Linked DNA regions of Mus musculus: regions 1 and 2 are each linked to region 3. Evidence: chromatin contacts called from public HiChIP or PLAC-seq and Micro-C data. All regions are on one chromosome and are shown on one strand. Each heading gives the region's core, a stretch centred on a gene start, on an enhancer-like site or on the middle of the called end of the contact. The rest is flanking DNA. Distances are from core to core; before and after follow the strand shown. Region 1 overlaps Inpp5d (inositol polyphosphate-5-phosphatase D). Region 2 holds the start of Efhd1 (EF hand domain containing 1). Region 3 holds the start of Ngef (neuronal guanine nucleotide exchange factor).

What was found. A called contact is a pair of places that touch in the nucleus more often than the background predicts. HiChIP or PLAC-seq counts read pairs in DNA pulled down with a chosen protein or histone mark.
Region 1: an H3K4me3 HiChIP or PLAC-seq map of forebrain shows a contact between it and region 3, with 10 times the contacts expected there. The contact joins the enhancer-like site here to the promoter of Ngef in region 3. A contact is called at or near these places in 5 of 39 promoter capture datasets (the C10 cell line, cranial neural crest, embryonic stem cells and 2 more), 1 of 484 Hi-C or Micro-C datasets (bone marrow-derived macrophages), 8 of 115 datasets of contacts at active chromatin or transcription factors (craniofacial prominence, embryonic basal ganglia, embryonic forebrain and 5 more) and 4 of 9 other capture datasets (adipose tissue, embryonic stem cells, liver and 1 more).
Region 2: a contact with region 3 is called in a Micro-C map of embryonic stem cells, with 2.9 times the contacts expected there. The contact joins the promoter of Efhd1 here to the promoter of Ngef in region 3. A contact is called at or near these places in 1 of 39 promoter capture datasets (neural stem cells), 3 of 484 Hi-C or Micro-C datasets (embryonic stem cells and myeloid progenitors), 3 of 115 datasets of contacts at active chromatin or transcription factors (embryonic stem cells and pancreatic cancer cells) and 2 of 9 other capture datasets (embryonic stem cells and liver).

What each region holds. Positions count from the first base shown.
Region 1 is chr1:87,708,405-87,711,104 of GRCm38.p6, reverse strand. Inpp5d (inositol polyphosphate-5-phosphatase D) reads right to left here. Exons shown (of 27, transcript NM_010566.3): 21 at 1,405-1,487; 22 at 1-40. All of the region lies in intron 3 of Gm33470 (a long non-coding RNA gene), which reads left to right. Among named protein-coding and RNA genes, the nearest start is that of Gm33470, 15 kb to the left of the region's middle. Within about 2 kb of position 1,349, at least 36 of the 459 cell types and tissues checked have an H3K27ac peak or open chromatin away from gene starts, as enhancers often do. A contact at or near this core is called in embryonic forebrain and forebrain, where this site is marked.
Region 2 is chr1:87,262,966-87,265,665 of GRCm38.p6, reverse strand. It overlaps Efhd1 (EF hand domain containing 1), which reads right to left and starts at 1,313. Exons shown (of 4, transcript NM_028889.3): 1 at 912-1,313. The coding sequence starts at 1,216.
Region 3 is chr1:87,509,059-87,511,758 of GRCm38.p6, reverse strand. Ngef (neuronal guanine nucleotide exchange factor) reads left to right here and starts at 1,397. Exons shown (of 13, transcript NM_019867.2): 1 at 1,397-1,666; 2 at 2,372-2,514. The coding sequence starts at 1,560.

The DNA of each region.
Region 1 (2,700 bases), core at 100-2,599, 200 kb before region 3:
GGTCCAGTAAGTACTCGGGGTCAGAGATAATGGGCTTTAGCTGCAGAGGAGACACCAGATTAGAGTCCACAGGTGAGGGCAGGTCAGGACAGGTAAATGGGGGTCAGCAGTCTTGGTGTTTGCATGCATCAGGAGAGCTGGAGAGAGGCTTAGTGGTTAAGAGCACTGGCTGCTCTTCCAGAGGTCCTGCATTCAATTCCCAGCAACCACATGGTGGCTCACAACCATCTGTAATGGAACCTAATACCCTCTTCTGGCATGCAGATGTACATGCAGATAGAGCACTCATTCATAAAATAAATAAATACATAGTAAAACGGAACTGAATATGTTCTTTTAAGCAAACTCAGGTCTTGGCTCTTCATGCCCAAGAGAGCAGGTGGACCCCATTGCTCAGCCAAGTGAGAGATAGTTTTCTTCCCTGCCCCACCCCATTTCCTAAACTGGGTTGAGTTGAGCTTCCAGGTCCCTGGTCCATTGCCTCCATTCTTCCTTCCATTCTTTGCATATCCCAGAGGCCAAGGGAAGGTCTAGCAGCCAGGTCTGAAATGAGACTTGCAGTACCATCCCTCTCCTCATACCCCTCCAAGGTCTATGGCTGCATTAGAGAAGACACCATAGGCCTGCTCCCTGTCTGAGTAAATGTGTCACAAACCTCCAGTTGGGCTTGAAATATTCTGTGGTTTGCTAGAGATGTGGCTTGGTGAGTGACAGACTCCTGGATGTCAGCACTGCCCTCAACTTCCTGCTGCTAAAAAGTGTTCAGGGAAATCAGGGACATAGCTCAATGGTTGGGTGCTTGCTTAGTGCTTGCAGGAGCCTCGATTCAATCTCAAGTGCTGCGAACACTAAGTAGGTAATAACCAAAGGGGAGTAGGCACAGCAGGGCTGAAAACCACTTAGGAATATTGAGGTCATCCATCCATGATGAAAAGCATACCCTAAGTCCCTTGACTACAGTGTCTAAGCTGGTCTCTATGGCTTTGGTCTGGGATGGCTACAGTCTGGATGAACCTGCTGTAGCTGTACTCTGGGCAGACCAGCTACAGCTGTACACTAGCCTACAGAGCTGCAGCTGCACACTAACCTGCACTGCTGCAGCTGCATATTCGCTTGCACTGTTGCAGCTGCCCACTAACCTGCACTGCTGCACACCAACTTGCACTGCTGCAGCTGTCCACCAACCTGCACTGCTGCCCACTAGCCTGCACTACTGCAGCTGCACACTCGCCTGCACTGCTGTAGCTGCACACTCGCCTGCACTGCTGCAGCTGAATACTCACCTGCACTGCTGCAGCTGAATACTCGCCTGCACTGCTGTAGCTGCACACTAGCCTGCAGTGCTGCGTACTAACCTGCACTGCTGCAGCCCTCTGCCCCAGGCACATTTTCTTCCTGGATTACCTTGGGAAGAGTCTCTCCAAACCGTACCACCAGCTCTCCTTCACTTCCCTCTTCATTCTCTCCTTCCTGACTCTTGACAAAACCTGTTAGAGAAGAAGAAGCTGGGTTTGCAGACCACAGAGTGAGAACCAGGCAGAAAAGTCTCCAAGGGGTCGCCTTCCTCGACCACGGAGGACTGTCTTTCCCTTCTCATGTCTCTGAGGCCTCCAAACCAATTAGGAGTCAGGCTTTCTGGGGATTCTGTTTTTGTTTGAAGGATGGTCATTTGCCAACACAGTCTAATTATTTTTAGGAAAAATCAAAGAGATTTCCCCCTCCTTTTTGACTCCTCTTTGCAACATCCCAGGCAACAAAGAAGTCATCACACCGCAGGCAGGAAGACTGGGAAGCATGACAGCTCGTCCCACTTCCCACGACACTCAAGATAGCAGCCTTTTGAAATTCTAATTTAAGCCTCCTAATATGCTGTTTCCATAGAAATCTATGCAAATGTCTCGATAGTTTATTAAAAACACCCGCACAAAGCCCCTCATTCCAGTTGGAACTGTTTTGACCCTGGCTGCTGAGCTGGGGCTTCAGGATGTTGTGGTGAAGGTGGCATAATCCCAGGAAGGTTCGGGATGCATTGAAGGAAGGTGCAAAAAGGTGTGAGGGGGTAGAAGGCTGGTAGCTCTCCTGGGCTCTACAAGCAGACAGTCTGTGCCTCTGTTTGCAAGGTTGGTTCCTATCCTTCCCCATCACTCTTTGAACCATCTCAGGAAGACTTAGAAAGCATATAGTTTTCTTGCATAGGAGTCTCAGACAGTATGTCTGGAGATGTTCTATAGAAAGGATCTTTCATAAGCATGGTGAGTGCTCAACGTTGCCACCTGAAATGGGCTGTCTATCTTTACCTTGCTCCCAGTCACAGTGAGCCCCACAACACAAGAGCCACAATATGGAAAGGGCAAGGGGAGGGCCAGGGCAACAGCAAGCAGGCAGTAGCAGCTATTTAGGCCCTGTTAGATCTTCAGCATTCTGGAGCTTTGCCCAGGGCTTTCACTGAGCAAGAAGAACCCAGCTTGGTGGAAACTCAAACCCAGCTTAATGGAAACTCAAACCCAGCTTGGTGGAAACTCAAATGGATTCTGCCTAGAGAATGTTGATGGACAAGTCAGGGACAGGGGGGACCTAGGGGACAGGGACATGGACACCAGTGGCTGCCTCTATCTCTAGGGCTGAGGCAGTAGAAGAACAAACCACAGGGGTGGGGAAAGGGCCACATAGCCACTGGGTAGCCCCATAGGTACCCCACCT
Region 2 (2,700 bases), core at 64-2,563, 250 kb after region 3:
TGCAGCCATGGCTGGCCTCGGATTCAGAGATTACCTCTGCTTCCCAAAACCAAATGTTGGGATTAGACGAGAATGTCACCACATCTCGCTTAGAAAGAAAAGTAACGGGGGAGGGAGGGGAAAAAGCAGCAAGAGTCATTACTGCTTTCCCTCTTCAAGTGGGGAAATGAGGCCAAAGAGACCTCTCACGTGACAGGCCACCTACTGGGTCTTTGCATGACCTCCTCTTCTGAGGGGTGATGAGGCTCCAGCAGCACCCTAGTGACTAGTGGCAGGCACCAGTTCCCAGCCAGAGGCATCTGCCATTCACCGGTTAGAAGAGTAACTGACTAGGCGACGCTCCCAGGAGGCTCCTGCGCCAGCCACTCCCCCCACCCCTCACCCCCCGCCCGCCCGCACTGGTCTAGGGACGCCTATGTGTCTTTCGAGTTTAAAGCAACCTTGTTCTCAGCCTTCCTTCATTTCTCGCATCCCTTACTGAAGACGTGTGTCAACTGTTTCCTTTGTTTTATAAGATAAAAGACAATCCAGCTAATTTCTCCCTTGAGGGATAAAATTAAGGCTGGCAGGTGAGGTGCGCCCCGGGCTCGCTTCCTAGAAGTTGCTCCGGGAGCAAATCTCTGGATCTGTGGGTGGAGGAGGGTGCGGGACCCGCCCTGGGGAGTAGGAGACTCAGGGAGGGGGCTTTTGAGTAGGACCCTCTGAGCTCCGCCGGGGTCAGATCCCCAGCCTGACGAGGTTCCCCATGGCGCGCAATGAACTTGATGCGCACGATCTGGCTGCACTTGGCCAGATGCTCAGTGCACTCCTGAACGCCTGCACCTCCTTCCTCACTGTCCCACTCGCTGCGCGGCCACCCCGTGCCCTGTCTCGGATCCCCCGTTCTTCGGGGGCGCAGGACGAGCGCTCACGTTTTGAACATCTTCTCCAGATCCTTCAGGAGGCGGCGGCTGAACTCCGGGAACTCGGTGTAGGGATTGAAGACCTTAGAGCGGCCCGGCCGCGCTGTACCCTGGTGGATGTCCAGCCTGCGGCTCAGCTTGAGGTTCAGTTCGGAGTCCGCGCTGGCTGTGGGCGCCCGGGCAGGCGGTTCAGGCTCCGGGTGCCCGGCTGGGGCATCGCAGGGTGCAGGCTGGGGGTCGCCCTGGTCGGTCTCTGCCCGCACCTCAAGTCTCAACCGGCGCTGCAGCTTGCAGGCCAGCTCCTCGCTGGACATGATGGCGGGTTGTGGTGATGGAACTGAGGTTCGCGATCCGGTACGGGGACAGAGAGTTGTGCGCTCTTTGCGGGCTCGTGGCTTTCTGACGCTCGGTGGAATCGCTCGGGGCCCGGCGGTTGAAAAGAACCGTGGGTAGGCGGGGCGGGCGGGGCGGAGCTGCGGCTTTAAGGAGGCGCGGGTGCAGTAGGACTATCTACTGGACAGGGGACAAGGGAGTGTCTGCGCGTCCTAGGGGTCGCGTTTGCCTAAACCTCTCATAAGCTGAGACTTGATGCTAATCCGTCCCCCAGTCCAGACATGGACCCTGAAATCAACTCTTGCTCTTGCCGCCAGAATCCGCCCTTTGGGAACTGGTGATCCCCAGGGAATTGGTTGCAAACACTGGGGAGTTAAGTCTGGCAACCGTTCAGGCAGTTCCATTCTCTTCCAAAGCGCTCCAACCAGGGAGCTCGCGGCCTAGGACCCTCTGAGATGGGAGAATTAAGCGTGCCTGGTAACACACCCACGTGTGTAGCGAGCAGTCGTCGCCCTAAGGCCCTGGAGTAGGAGATGCTCCTGGCAGTACGAAGGTGCCTTTCATATACCATTGAAATGTTTCCACAACAATCTAAAAATACTAGACATAAATAAAGTGAGAAAAATCTCCTGATTCCCGGGAAAAAAAAAGGGGGGGGGTTGTCTTGTTAAGGGACCAAATGTGGCAAGTATCTTGGCTGTATGGCTTTTTTTTTGTTTGTTTTGTTTTTTTAATGTGAGAGCCACCACTGCGGAGAGTGGGGTTAGAAAAGGCTTGAAAATAAGGCAACTTTTGAAACAGGAGATTGAAGTAAAAACAAGTAGAGCCGCCGTCATTCTCCCTAAGGAAGGATGTGGTGCAAATGAGGGTTCCCTCAGCCAAACATGGAGAAGCAGCTGTAAACACAATAGTGGCTGCACTGGGGACCAGCTTTGCTCCACTTGTTTTGGGCCACAGACTGGGGAGTGTGTGTGATGAGCCCGGTGGTGTGCACCGCTGAAAGGCATGAGTTGGTTGCCTGCACATCTTAGGGGGCCACAGGGAAAAATCAGAGCCATTGCGTGCTCTCATGAAAACGTAATTCGATTAGAATTCGAATAGCTGGGTGTTGGGGTACACGCCTATAACTCCAGCACTCAGAAGGCTTAGACAAGAGAATTCCAGGGTAGGAAGCCAGCCTGGGGTTCACAGCAAGACCCGCTGCTTCGCTGCTTCGGAACAAAGCAAACAAGAAATTAACACAAGAAATTAACGGGGGAAGGGTTAGGGGGAAGGGGGAGCTGGGGGGGGGAGCTCAGAGGGCTTAGCATAAAAGAGGCATAAAAGAGTTCAATCCCTAGCATCCACAAAGTAAAACACACCTTTTAAAAAGTGGTTCAAGAAAATAAGTCATTAAAAATAAAGGTACTTTTGGTGTGCATGGTGGCTCATATAAGCCTGTGATTCTACTTGGAAGGTTGGGGCA
Region 3 (2,700 bases), core at 148-2,647:
TGCTTACACCACTTAGCTCAGGTTTGGTTTGGTTTGGTTTTCTGTCTAACACCGTTTATGGGAATGGCACAGTCAAAGGTAGACTGGGTTTTCCCACCTCAATTAACCTAGTCAAGACAATTCCCCACAGACATGACTGATGTAGACAAGCCCTCCTTCAGACTCTCTTCTGTGGTTGCTTGCTAGGCTGTGTCATATGGCAATTAAACTAACCATTGCCCCTTCCAAATAAAACAACCCTCCCTTCCCAAAGCCATCGCTGTTTCTCTTGAGTCCCAGCCGCTGTGCCTCCCACCTACTCATCCAAGAACAAGCAACACTTGAGGCTGGAGCAACAACTCAGGTGTTAAGAACACATGTTGCTCTAGCAGAGAACCCAGGTTCAGTTGCCAGCACACACATGGTGGCTCACAACCATGTAACTCCAATAATTCCATAATTCCGGTTCCAGGGATCCAACGCTCTTTTCTGATTTTGAAAGGTACCAGTCAAACACATTGGTCACATACATACATGCAGGCAAAATACTCATATACCAGAAAAACCAATAAACACAGCTGCCTCAAACCCCCAGGAACAGGTTCCTTATAACCAATGCCCACAGGTGGAGTGTGGAGGGGGCCATGCTGGGGAACACTGTGTCCCACCCTCACCCTCAGGTACCTACAGAACTGGCCACACTACTCTTGACTTGAGATATTTCTCTCCTTATCCTCTCGTTTTATCTGAGCGCTGTACTAGCTAACAAACAGTAGGGTGCAGATCTACTTGTGGGTAGGGAAATCCTACTGCAGTTTCTGGAAACTTCTCCTTAACTCCCTCCTGGCAGCGTTTGGGGGTCGCTGGGAAAGATTTGGTCCAGCAGAAAGACCCACTCAGGAAAAACGTCTGCAGTGGTGGTGGTGGTGGGGGGGTTTCACACACACACACACACACACACACACACACACACACACACACACACACACACACACCTGAGAGTCAAGAGCAAGAGTGCAGGAGAAATAACTGTTTTCTCTCCAACTGGGAGTAGAGGGCATATATTCCCAAAGCATGATCTAGGAGACTGAATTGTAATGGGCAAGGGATGGGACAGAGGGTCGCCTCGCCCTCCCCTTCAAGAAACCCGGGGCGGAGCTATGAAAAACGACCCACTGGCAAGAGGGGAGATAGGCTGAGGCAGCTCTGTTCCCTCTGTCCCCGCGTCTCCCGGCACCCGGCGGCCGCGGGGGAGGCAGGCGCTGCGCGGCTCCGGTCCATGTGGGGAGTCACCGCCCCCTGGTCCGGGTGCACCCGGCCCTAGCGCCCCCACCTCGCCGCCGCCGGCCTCGCCCCCGCCGCGCGCGCCCCGCCCGCCTCCCCCGTTGCCGTGGCAACCCCGGGAGCCTCCAGGCGCGCGCTCGTCCGCGGGAGCGCTCTACAGCAGCGGCGGCGGCAGCTCCGGCTTGAGCCGCGCGCGCTGCGACCTCACTCAGAGCCCGCGCATTGCCCCCGGCTGGGCCCTGGGCCCCCCGCGCGGCTCCCCACCAGCCCCTGAGCCTACCCGGTCGCTGGTCCCCATGGAGCTGCTGGCTGCAGCCTTCAGCGCCGCCTGCGCCGTGGACCACGACAGCTCCACCTCGGAGAGCGACACGCGCGACTCGGCGGCGGGACACCTGCCGGGCAGGTGAGGACCCGCTGTATCCCGGCCCCCGCGCAATGTCCCCACGTACTCCCTCACACTCGCTCCCTAGGCGATGATCTCGGACCCCTGCGGCCTATCCGGGTCCTCGGCCCCCGGGCTCCTGCTGCCCCCCACTAACTCTAATCCGACGGACCTTCCCCCTGGGAGAGCCGTGCGTCCTGTTCCAGGTCACTAGCACCCAGTCCCAGCGTGGGATGGCCTCCTGCACCTTGTCCCTGGACGCCCAGAGTGTGCGCGTCCCGCCCTTCGCCCCTCTCTGCGCTCCCAGTCTCTGGAACTGGAGGACAGAGCCTCGAGTGGGGCCAGGGGGCACGGGACGGCTAAGGGAGTGGGGTGGCAGCGGGCTGGCAGGACCCGTTGGGGCGGCCTTCCGCGCTGTGCAGCGGCTAGGGTACGCCAACTTTCCGACGCCTGTCCGCGAGCTCGAAAAACATGAAGGTTTGGGCGGACTGGTGTAGGAGTGAATCACCCCGTCGCGCCCTGGTATGGTGACAAAAAGGGTTTGTCGGGCTCGCCCGGTCCGGACACGTGGCGGCCACTGTGGCCCCCCTTGGCTTGGAAGCTCTTAGGGGCAGTACCCTCCAGGCAGCAGCCGCTTGTGCTGACCGACAGTCGCCTCTTGCGATCTAGCCAAGGTGTGTCGTTGCTTAAAAATAAACAGCCGTCGCTCTCCTCCTTCTCTTGCAGCGAGTCATCCTCCACCCCTGGAAATGGAACCACACCCGAGGAGTGCCCAGCCCTCACCGACAGCCCCACCACTCTCACGGAGGCCCTGCAGATGATCCATCCCATTCCCGCCGACTCCTGGAGAAACCTCATTGAACAAATAGGTGGGTCCAGGGCAGGCAGCGACTCGTTTGGACCATGAGAGCCTGGTGGCTTCCAGGGGACCCTGGCTGCTGGGCTGACTGGCATGCGGCTTTTGACATGACTAGTTCTAATGGTTTCCTAGGCAGAACTGCCGAGTTTTATTAGTGCTGCACCACTGAGCTAATTTAGCTGGGATTGTGGTGTGT